Regions from separate parts of the Mus musculus genome. Here region 2 is linked to region 1. Evidence: chromatin contacts called from public HiChIP or PLAC-seq data. All regions are on one chromosome and are shown on one strand. Each heading gives the region's core, a stretch centred on a gene start, on an enhancer-like site or on the middle of the called end of the contact. The rest is flanking DNA. Distances are from core to core; before and after follow the strand shown. Region 1 holds the start of C1ql1 (complement component 1, q subcomponent-like 1). Region 2 overlaps Nmt1 (N-myristoyltransferase 1).

Evidence for each region. HiChIP or PLAC-seq counts read pairs in DNA pulled down with a chosen protein or histone mark.
Region 2: an HNF4G HiChIP or PLAC-seq map of pancreatic cancer cells shows a contact between it and region 1. The contact joins the enhancer-like site here to the promoter of C1ql1 in region 1. A contact is called at or near these places in 4 of 39 promoter capture datasets (the C10 cell line, hematopoietic stem and progenitor cells, liver and 1 more), 2 of 484 Hi-C or Micro-C datasets (bone marrow-derived macrophages and muscle stem cells), 4 of 115 datasets of contacts at active chromatin or transcription factors (the 230-238 cell line, embryonic stem cells, microglia and 1 more) and 4 of 9 other capture datasets (adipose tissue, liver, macrophages and 1 more).

Annotation. Positions count from the first base shown.
Region 1 is chr11:102,944,274-102,948,438 of GRCm38.p6, reverse strand. It overlaps C1ql1 (complement component 1, q subcomponent-like 1), which reads left to right and starts at 1,723. Exons shown (of 2, transcript NM_011795.3): 1 at 1,723-2,574. The coding sequence starts at 1,978.
Region 2 is chr11:103,049,595-103,053,759 of GRCm38.p6, reverse strand. It overlaps Nmt1 (N-myristoyltransferase 1), which reads right to left. Exons shown (of 12, transcript NM_008707.4): 4 at 1,436-1,554. Gm42090 (a long non-coding RNA gene) reads right to left here. Exons shown (of 2, transcript XR_003949775.1): 2 at 4,065-4,165. Among named protein-coding and RNA genes, the nearest start is that of Gm42090, 4.0 kb to the right of the region's middle. Within about 2 kb of position 2,304, at least 174 of the 459 cell types and tissues checked have an H3K27ac peak or open chromatin away from gene starts, as enhancers often do. A contact at or near this core is called in the 230-238 cell line, adipose tissue, bone marrow-derived macrophages and 6 more, where this site is marked.

The sequences.
Region 1 (4,165 bases), core at 474-2,973:
GAATCATGTTTAAGAAACTGTCCCGAGGGACCAGGAGGCCGCTGACAGCTGAAAGCTGAGGGCTACCCGGCCTGAGTCTGCCTGGAGGAGTGTAGGGGTCCTAAGGCATGCTCGCATCACCTTGCACTTTCGACAATAAATAGGCCCCAGAGACCCTGTCGCGTTGAGATTGAAACAGCGAGGGGCAAGGCTGCAGGCTTGAATCCCATCTCCACCACATCTTACTTTCGTGACTTGGGGGCAAATCTCTTTTAAGTTCGCAGAGCCTCTGTTCTCCATCTGTAAAACGAGGATAATGGTGGGCTTTATATCTAGATTGATGTAAAGATCAAATGTGACCATACATACAAAGCATCCAACGCAGTTTGTCTTAGCTCCCTCCTCCTTGGTGATGGATGTCATGCTGACCCGGGTTAGTATTTGGAAAGTCCTCTCTGGCAGCGTCCCGCCCACCCCCACTTCTACCATTGGTTATTCTGGCATCTCAGTTTTAGGTAGGGATAATCAGGGAATCAAATGGACAGTGGGAGGTCGGCGGTGGGAGTGTGAACTGGGAGGAGTCTTGCAGGCAAAAAGAATGAGTCTGGAGTGTTGTTGTTTATCGTGGCCAGAGGCCTCAGAAAGACACAGCCCTCCTCCTCGGATAAAGGAGGGTGAAGGAGGAACACAGCTTGAGCTGGGACTCACAGAATATGACAAATATGTTGATGGAAGCAGACACATTTCAGTTTATGCAACCTAAACATTTTCCTGCACTAGAAGAACGTGATGGGGTAAGAGTTAGGGGGGTCCCCTAAGGGGCTAGGAGAGATCAACCCCCCTCTTTCTGGGGAGTGCTAGAAAACGCAGAACCACCTAGGACTGGTTAACACTAAGAGATGACATGGGAGGGGTACTTCATTTTCTCAGGGTCCGTATTTCCCACTTGTCTAGCTAGTAGCTCAGATCAGAAAAGGCCTCATGGAAGAGGCCACAGGTAGAGGCAGCCTAGAAGATATCCCCTGGGGCAGTGGAAAAGAAGGGGCTGAAGACGCTGCCACCTGGGAGAGAATGCCCCTGAAGTAGTTAGAATCAGATAAAAAGTCAGGCTGCTATTAGAATTCAGAGATTCCCTCTGGGCACCCTAAAAGCAAAGGATCCAGACGGGTTATCTGGATGCTAGGCCTGGGTGCCTATGGAACGCCCCTCCCCAGTATTCCTTCCAGGCTTTAGCCCTCATCCTCTTTCTTGTTCTACTCTCTTGTTCCTCACTCTGTAACCCTCCACCCCCTGCAACATCTCTTTGTCCCCTGCAGACAGGGGGCAATGTTGCATCCTTCGACCTCCTGCAGGTGGTGGTCCTTTGCCCCTCTGTCACGATTTTCCTCGGAACTGACCCACGGAACATCTATCTCAATGCCACGCTGAGCTCTCTGCCTCTCCTTGTGGCTCCTCCTTCCGCTTGCCCTTTGGTCCTACTCATTCCTGACTCTAGCCCCTTCCCCATTCTGAGCCTCAATCTCCAGCTCCCTCCGTGATGCCCACCACTCTCATAGCCCCGCCCCTCCCTGCCCCTCCCACCTTGAGGCTTCCGCGGCCCAATTAGGCGCCTGCCCCGCCCGCAGCCCCACCCCTCGCCCTCTCCGAGCCCCGCGGAGCGGGTGGGCGGGGCCCAACGGAGGAGGCAGTGGCCCCAGCCAGGGAAGGCGGGAGGAGCTAGGCGCTAGGCGGGAGGCCGCGTTCAGTCGGGCAGCGCAGCGGGAGGGAAGCACGAGGCCGGAGCCGGCTGCTGGGCTCCGCAGCGCAAGCAGCGCAGCGCGGCGCCCGGGCCCCGGCCCCATGCCCGCAGCCCCGCCGGACCGCCCTTGAGCGCGGGCGTCGCGCCCGCGCCCCTTACCCGCCGGCATCATTGCCCCGACGGCGCGGCCGGGTGGCCCGGCTCTCCCAAGGCTCCGCGCCGGCCGGAAGACCCTGCTGGCTGCCGCCGCGGGCGTGGTGATGCTGCTCGTGCTGGTGGTGCTCATCCCGGTGCTGGTGAGCTCCGGCGGCCCGGACGGCCACTATGAGATGCTGGGCACCTGCCGCATGGTGTGCGACCCCTATCCCGCGCGGGGCCCCGGCGCCGGCGCGCGGTCCGACGGCGGCGACGCTCTGAGCGAGCAGAGCGGTGCGCCTCCGCCCTCCACGCTGGTGCAGGGCCCCCAGGGGAAGCCGGGCCGCACGGGCAAGCCGGGCCCTCCGGGGCCTCCAGGAGACCGGGGCCCTCCAGGTCCTGTGGGGCCGCCTGGGGAGAAGGGTGAACCAGGCAAGCCTGGTCCTCCTGGCCTGCCGGGTTCGGGAGGCAGCGGCGCCATCAGCACGGCCACCTATACCACGGTGCCACGCGTGGCCTTCTACGCCGGCCTCAAGAACCCTCATGAGGGTTACGAGGTGCTCAAGTTTGACGACGTGGTCACCAACCTAGGCAACAACTACGATGCGGCCAGCGGCAAGTTTACATGCAACATTCCTGGCACCTACTTTTTCACCTACCACGTCCTCATGCGCGGCGGCGACGGCACCAGTATGTGGGCAGACCTCTGCAAGAACGGCCAGGTGGGCCATGAGGGGGCGTGGGGCTGACCTGGGGGCAGGGCTCCCAGGGAGCCCCCAGGAGAATGCGTATTGGATCAGAGTCGACAGGCACACCGGGCAGGCGTAGGTGGAGACCCTAAAGCGGCCCCCTTAACTATCATGTGAAGAATGGTTGTAATTAGCGGGCACCCCTGAGTCTTCAACCCTTGGGCTTGAGCTCTTAAGGGAGAGGCTACAGGGCACCCGCGGAGTGGAAATGCGTAAAGATAAATCCAACTAGTCAGATCACAGGGCTCTAGGGCGCACGAACTGGTCCGTAGGGGTTTGGCCCGTGGGAGACTGATTCAGGCTGATTTCTCTTGAGAGCTAAGATTCAAGCTGACGCCGACTGGCTTTAAGGGAACAGCAAGGATGCTCTAGGGCAAGGATAAGGAGAAGCAGTCTCCGCGCCGGAGGGCGCTAAGACGAGTGGCTGTGCGCTCAGGAGAAGAAGGAGGAGGGCTGCAGGAAATGTTTTGCGCACAAAGGCAGAGGGAGTTCGTTGCCCAATAGCCTTAACTGCAGTACATCCCTGGCCCTAGAGAAGGGACCATCGAGCTGAACGAACACCCTTTGCAACCCCCCTGGAATGCTCCACCTTTTCCCAGAGTAACAGAGCTATCCTGCGCCTCCCGGGAAAAAGTTTCCTCTAGAGGCGGGGCGGAGTGATGGAAACTCCCCTCCTTAAAGTCTCCAGGTACAGCTCCTCCAGTATCCTAGAAAATAGGGAGCTGGTGTGCACGTGTCTGAGACACGGATGCACAGCGGTGTCCTTGGAACCACCCACCCTGGGTTCTCAGCTCCCTGCGCTCTCACCTCTGGGTTACAGGGGCCCCACCCCGGGGGCGTGGTCAGACTGAACCTTCTTTTAGCTGAGGCCAGGGTCAAAATTGAGGGTAGGCAAGTGGAAGCTGGAAGGAATCCCCTACAATTGAGACTCCAGATCTTCTCGGAACCCCTCCCACTGCAGCACTACCCTGCTTGGGTATCTGCAAAGTTTGGGGATAGGAGAAAGGGCAGAAAGCCTATCTGTGTGGAAGTCTGTCCTCTTTTTTTCTTCTGCCTGCTCCTCCCAGTCCCCACTATCGTGTCTGCCTCTTCTTGCTCTGTCTTTTGACCATTTCTTACTGGAATCTGCCATTCATCTCTGTCTCTCTTCTCTGGGTTCACCTCCCCCCACTTCTCTATTGCTGTGACTCTCTCCCATTTGTGTCTATCAGGCTTCTGGTGTCTCTCCTCTTTGTCCTTGGTTCCTGACCAAACTGGGAGGCTCCAACATCTAGCAAAGGCTCATGCAGACAGCCCCACAAGTCCCCTTATTAATCACCAATAAGGCATGCAGCAATGTCACCTTCATTGAGGGACTGTCTTCCTTCTGCAAAGAAAGTTTGAGCTAGTCCAAAGTGAAGGCTTCAGGGACTAGGGGCTTGCTGGCATTGAGAGTGGTCACTAGTCCCTTAGACATTGCTTAGACCACAGGGGGTCACAGCAGGGCCCCAGCTATAGGGCATGAGGAAGCTCCCAAGATAGCAGGTGCTTGTAGTGGGGCTGCTTGCCTTAGTCCCTTGGAGGC
Region 2 (4,165 bases), core at 1,055-3,554, 100 kb before region 1:
AGCAATCAGGTGCTGGCGACACACACCTGCTATACCAGCACATCCGCCTAAGAAACAAACCCTGAACACGTGCTGGGCATGGCGGCGTGGGACTGTCACTCCAGCACTTAGAAGCTCTCTGTGATCCCAAGGCCACCTTGCTCTACAGAGCAAGTTGCAGGCCTGCTAGGGCCACACAGTGAGACCCTTTCTCAGAACCAAACCAAACCAAACCAAACCAAACCAGAACTAAGTACATGGATGCATTCGCACCCACACTTGGGCACACCCGGTTCCTGCTAAACACACATGAAGAATGTGAATTAGACACTGGGGAGACGGCTCTGTGGTTAAGACATCTGCTGCACTTCCAGAGGACCCCGGTCACTTCCCGACACCCAGATCACATGTTCACAACCATCTATAATTAGCTCCAAATGTAGCGTTGGGCCCCACATGTCCTGTGCTGGTTAGTCTTGCCAAATTAACACAACCAAGCATATCTAGGGAGAGGAAATATTATTTGGGAAAATGCCTCCGTAAGAGTAGACTGTTTCAGGGGCTGGAGAGATGGCTCAGAGGTTAAGAGCACTGACTACTCTTCTGAAGGTCCTGAGTTCAAATCCCAGCAACCACATGATGGCTCACAACCATCCATAATGAGATCTGATGCCCTCTTCTGGGGTGTCTGAAGACAGCTACAGTGTACTTACAGATTATATATAAAGATAAATAAATAAAAAAGAGTAGACTGTTTCTGTCTTGACTTCCTGTTACTCATGGCGTGTAAGCTGAAATAAACCCTTTCCTCCCCAGGTTGCTTTTGTTCACGGTGTTTTATTACAGTAACAAAAGTCCTGAATAGGACAGTCACATACCCACATGCAAGCTCACCTTAAATCACTAGTAAATATAACAACAATAAAGAGGCAGCTACTGGGGTTGAAGCTCACTGTTTAGAGTGCTTTCTCAAGACATGAACCATTATTAAAAATGCACAAGGTGCTGGGTCGCCACTGAGGAAAGGCGTGGAGGGCAGGACCCTCAGCAGCCCAGGTCACAAGTCAAGCAAGGTACGGACAAGAAGCCAGGCAGTGTGTCAAATGCCTCTAATCCAGCATTTAGGAGGGAGAGGCAGGTGGTCTCTGTGTTCGAGGCCAGCCTAGTCTACATAGTGAGTTCCAGGATAGCCAGTTACGTAAGAGAGAGACAACTTGCCCCCAATACAAAACAAAATAAAAGAAAACCAATGACAAGCAAAATAAATAAACAAAATAAGAAAAAAAAATAAGGTTCCACAATAGGAACTTCAGAAGTCAACTTTCACCCTTACACCTATGACATGCTCTTACTGTAGAGTCTGGGCATGCCCAGGAAGTACTGGATGGGGTTTGTTCAGCTCTCTGAGGCTCATCTCCTAAGAGTCCTGTCCCACCCACAAGCCAGGCCTACTCACCACACCACGGTCTCCCAGATCCAAGGCATCCCAGGTGAAGCCCTGGGGCAGGGTGTAGGGCTCCTGGCGAATGTTGTCTTTGTCAGGTTCGACTGGACCATGGGTGTTTACCACTTCACCTAGAAGAAGAGCACAGCAAGTCTATTGTCTGCCCACAGCGTGCGTGAAGGGGCTCACTGAACACACTCACTGGAAGGCTATCGAGGAGGTTCAGGTGGTAGAGTGGCTGCTTTGCCTGTGTGTGTCATACCTAGTACTACATAACCCAGCAGAGTGGTACAAGCCTCTAACTCCAACACTCAGGAGAGGCAGAGGGACCAGAGCTTTCAAAGTTACCTTCCACTGCACAGTGAGTGTAAGGCCAGTCTGGGCAACACAGATCCTGTCCCAGAAAGAAACAATTATATCAGAGTAAATTCCTCCGGTCCCTAGGAGCCCTGCAGCTGACGAACACTCTACGCTCTGTAACTGCAATCTCTCTCCAGTCTTTGGTCCCTAGTAAGGGCGAGCGCACAGCAAAACCTCAGAGTAATCTCTAGGATCCAAGGTGCCTCATCTTTGGAAATCCTTTAACTCTCGGGCAGGCTCCTGAATGACAAACACCCATCACAGCTAATTTAGCTTCCGGTCTCCTGGTTGGTGTAGGGTGTCGTCATGTTCCAGCCCAGACACTCTTCCCTGACTAGAGATCTGTAAGGTTGCATAAGCCTGCCTCTGTGTCAAGACCAACAACAGTGCACTGGCCTCACTCCTCAGTCAGATGATTGCTCTAGCAGCCAGGGTCTCTCAGCCTTCCAGCGTCAGCCTCTAGGCCTGTGGGCCAGCTAACTGCCAGGTCGGGGCATCAGAGCTCTGAGCCCTCCAGATGCCTTTGGGTTGACTCACCCTCCTGCATGATGCAGCCGGGAAGTCTCCCTCTCACCCAACCCTCCTCTGTGGGGAGCTCGGAAGCCGAGATGAAGGCAGGAACTGAAACCAGACGGGGCTGGAGAGGAAAGCCAGACACGCAAGCTCTCCCTCTTAATAGGTTTTGTTTATTTTGGTTTGCCCATCTTTTTTTTTTTTAAAGATTTATTTATTATTATATGTAAGTACACTGTAGCTGTCTTCAGACACACCAGAAGAGGGAGTCAGATCTTGTTACGGATGGTTGTGAGCCACCATGTAGTTGCTGGGATTTGAACTCTGGACCTTCGGAAGAGCATTCGGTGCTTTTACCCACTGAGCCATCTCACCAGCCCTGCCCATCTTTTTTTTTTTTTTAAAAACAGGAGAATACTAAGTAGCTAAGGCTGGCCTTGTGCTCATGGCACTCCTCCTGTCTCAGCTTCCCAATGCTGCATTACAGGTATGTAGCCCTCCAAGTACTTTTAAGCAACTTCCAATTGTCCTCAGACATTTAACTTCTGTGTTGGAGGGGGCACACTCAGTAGAACAGCCTCGCACTCGTGAGGTGGAAGGCAGGTTCTGAGCCTTAGTGGGACGGGACTGAGGGGAGAGAGAGCCTCTCCACAACAGGATAAGGAAAGAGGGCAGCTAGACAGAATAGATCTGAAGAGAGGCTGAAGGTTTGCTCAGGTCACATAACAGTCACACAGACCGAAGCTTCTGACACTGAATTGTAACCTCGGGTATGTAAGTCAAAGTGTGGGGGTGTCAGGAAAATTCAGCAATAGTAAAACCAAACACAAACTGAAAATTAAATATGTACGGAATCTGAGGTAGTTCAGGCAGTGTCACGTGACCTCACACGGGCACGCTGTACTCACTGTGAGTGCCAACATGCGATGAAACATCAAGGAACCTGCCTTAGATCCCTACTTGGATGGTGACTGGAAGACAGCTCGGTGGCTAAGAGCAGGGCTGTTCTTCAGTTCCCTTCAGTTGCCAGCACCCATGCCAGCTGGCTCATAACTGACCTGCAAGGCCGGCTCCAGGGGATGTGGTGCACGGTGCGGTGCCCTCTGCTAGCCTCTGAGGGAAAACACACACCTAACACAAGCAGGCACAGTCACAGAAACGTGTTTGCCTGCATATGCCCCATGTCTGGTGCCCATGGAGGTCAGCTGCAGGGGTCAGAGCCCTGGGACCGGAGTTATGGATGGATGGTTGCCAGCCACCACCTAGTGCTGGGAACTGCGCCCGGTCCTTCCACCAGAACAAGTGTTCTTAACCACTGAGTCTTTTCTCTTGGCCTCACATGATCACCCAACAAATTTTGTTTAACAAAGGCATATGCCAGGCCCACCTGGATTTAGTTTCTTTCTCTTAATTTGGTTTTTGGAGACAGGGTTTCACTGTGTAATAAATAGCCCTGGATGTCCTAGAACTCACTCTACAGACCAGGCTGGCCTCAAAACTCAGAGATGCCTCTGCTGCCTGAATGCTGGGATCAAAGGCACGTGCCACCACACCTGGCTATTTTCACTTTATAAGTGGTTACCCATAATGACACAGACCACTTAAGTCAGGAAACGCCTGTTATGTTCGCTTCTCACCTCCATAGACAAATGCTGTTGGACACAGCTGTCTTTTTACTTCCTGGTATTTGACTTGGCTCTGCCCTCCTAACCCACAAAGTACTGCAAATGTTGCACTATTTCTTGAGGAGAACAGTAACACTAACCACCTGACCTAGCTTACCTTTGGTGTTAGAGCGTGTGTTTTCTGACCTAGCTTACCTTTGGTGTTAGAGCGTGTGTTTTCTGACCTAGCTTACCTTTGGTGTTA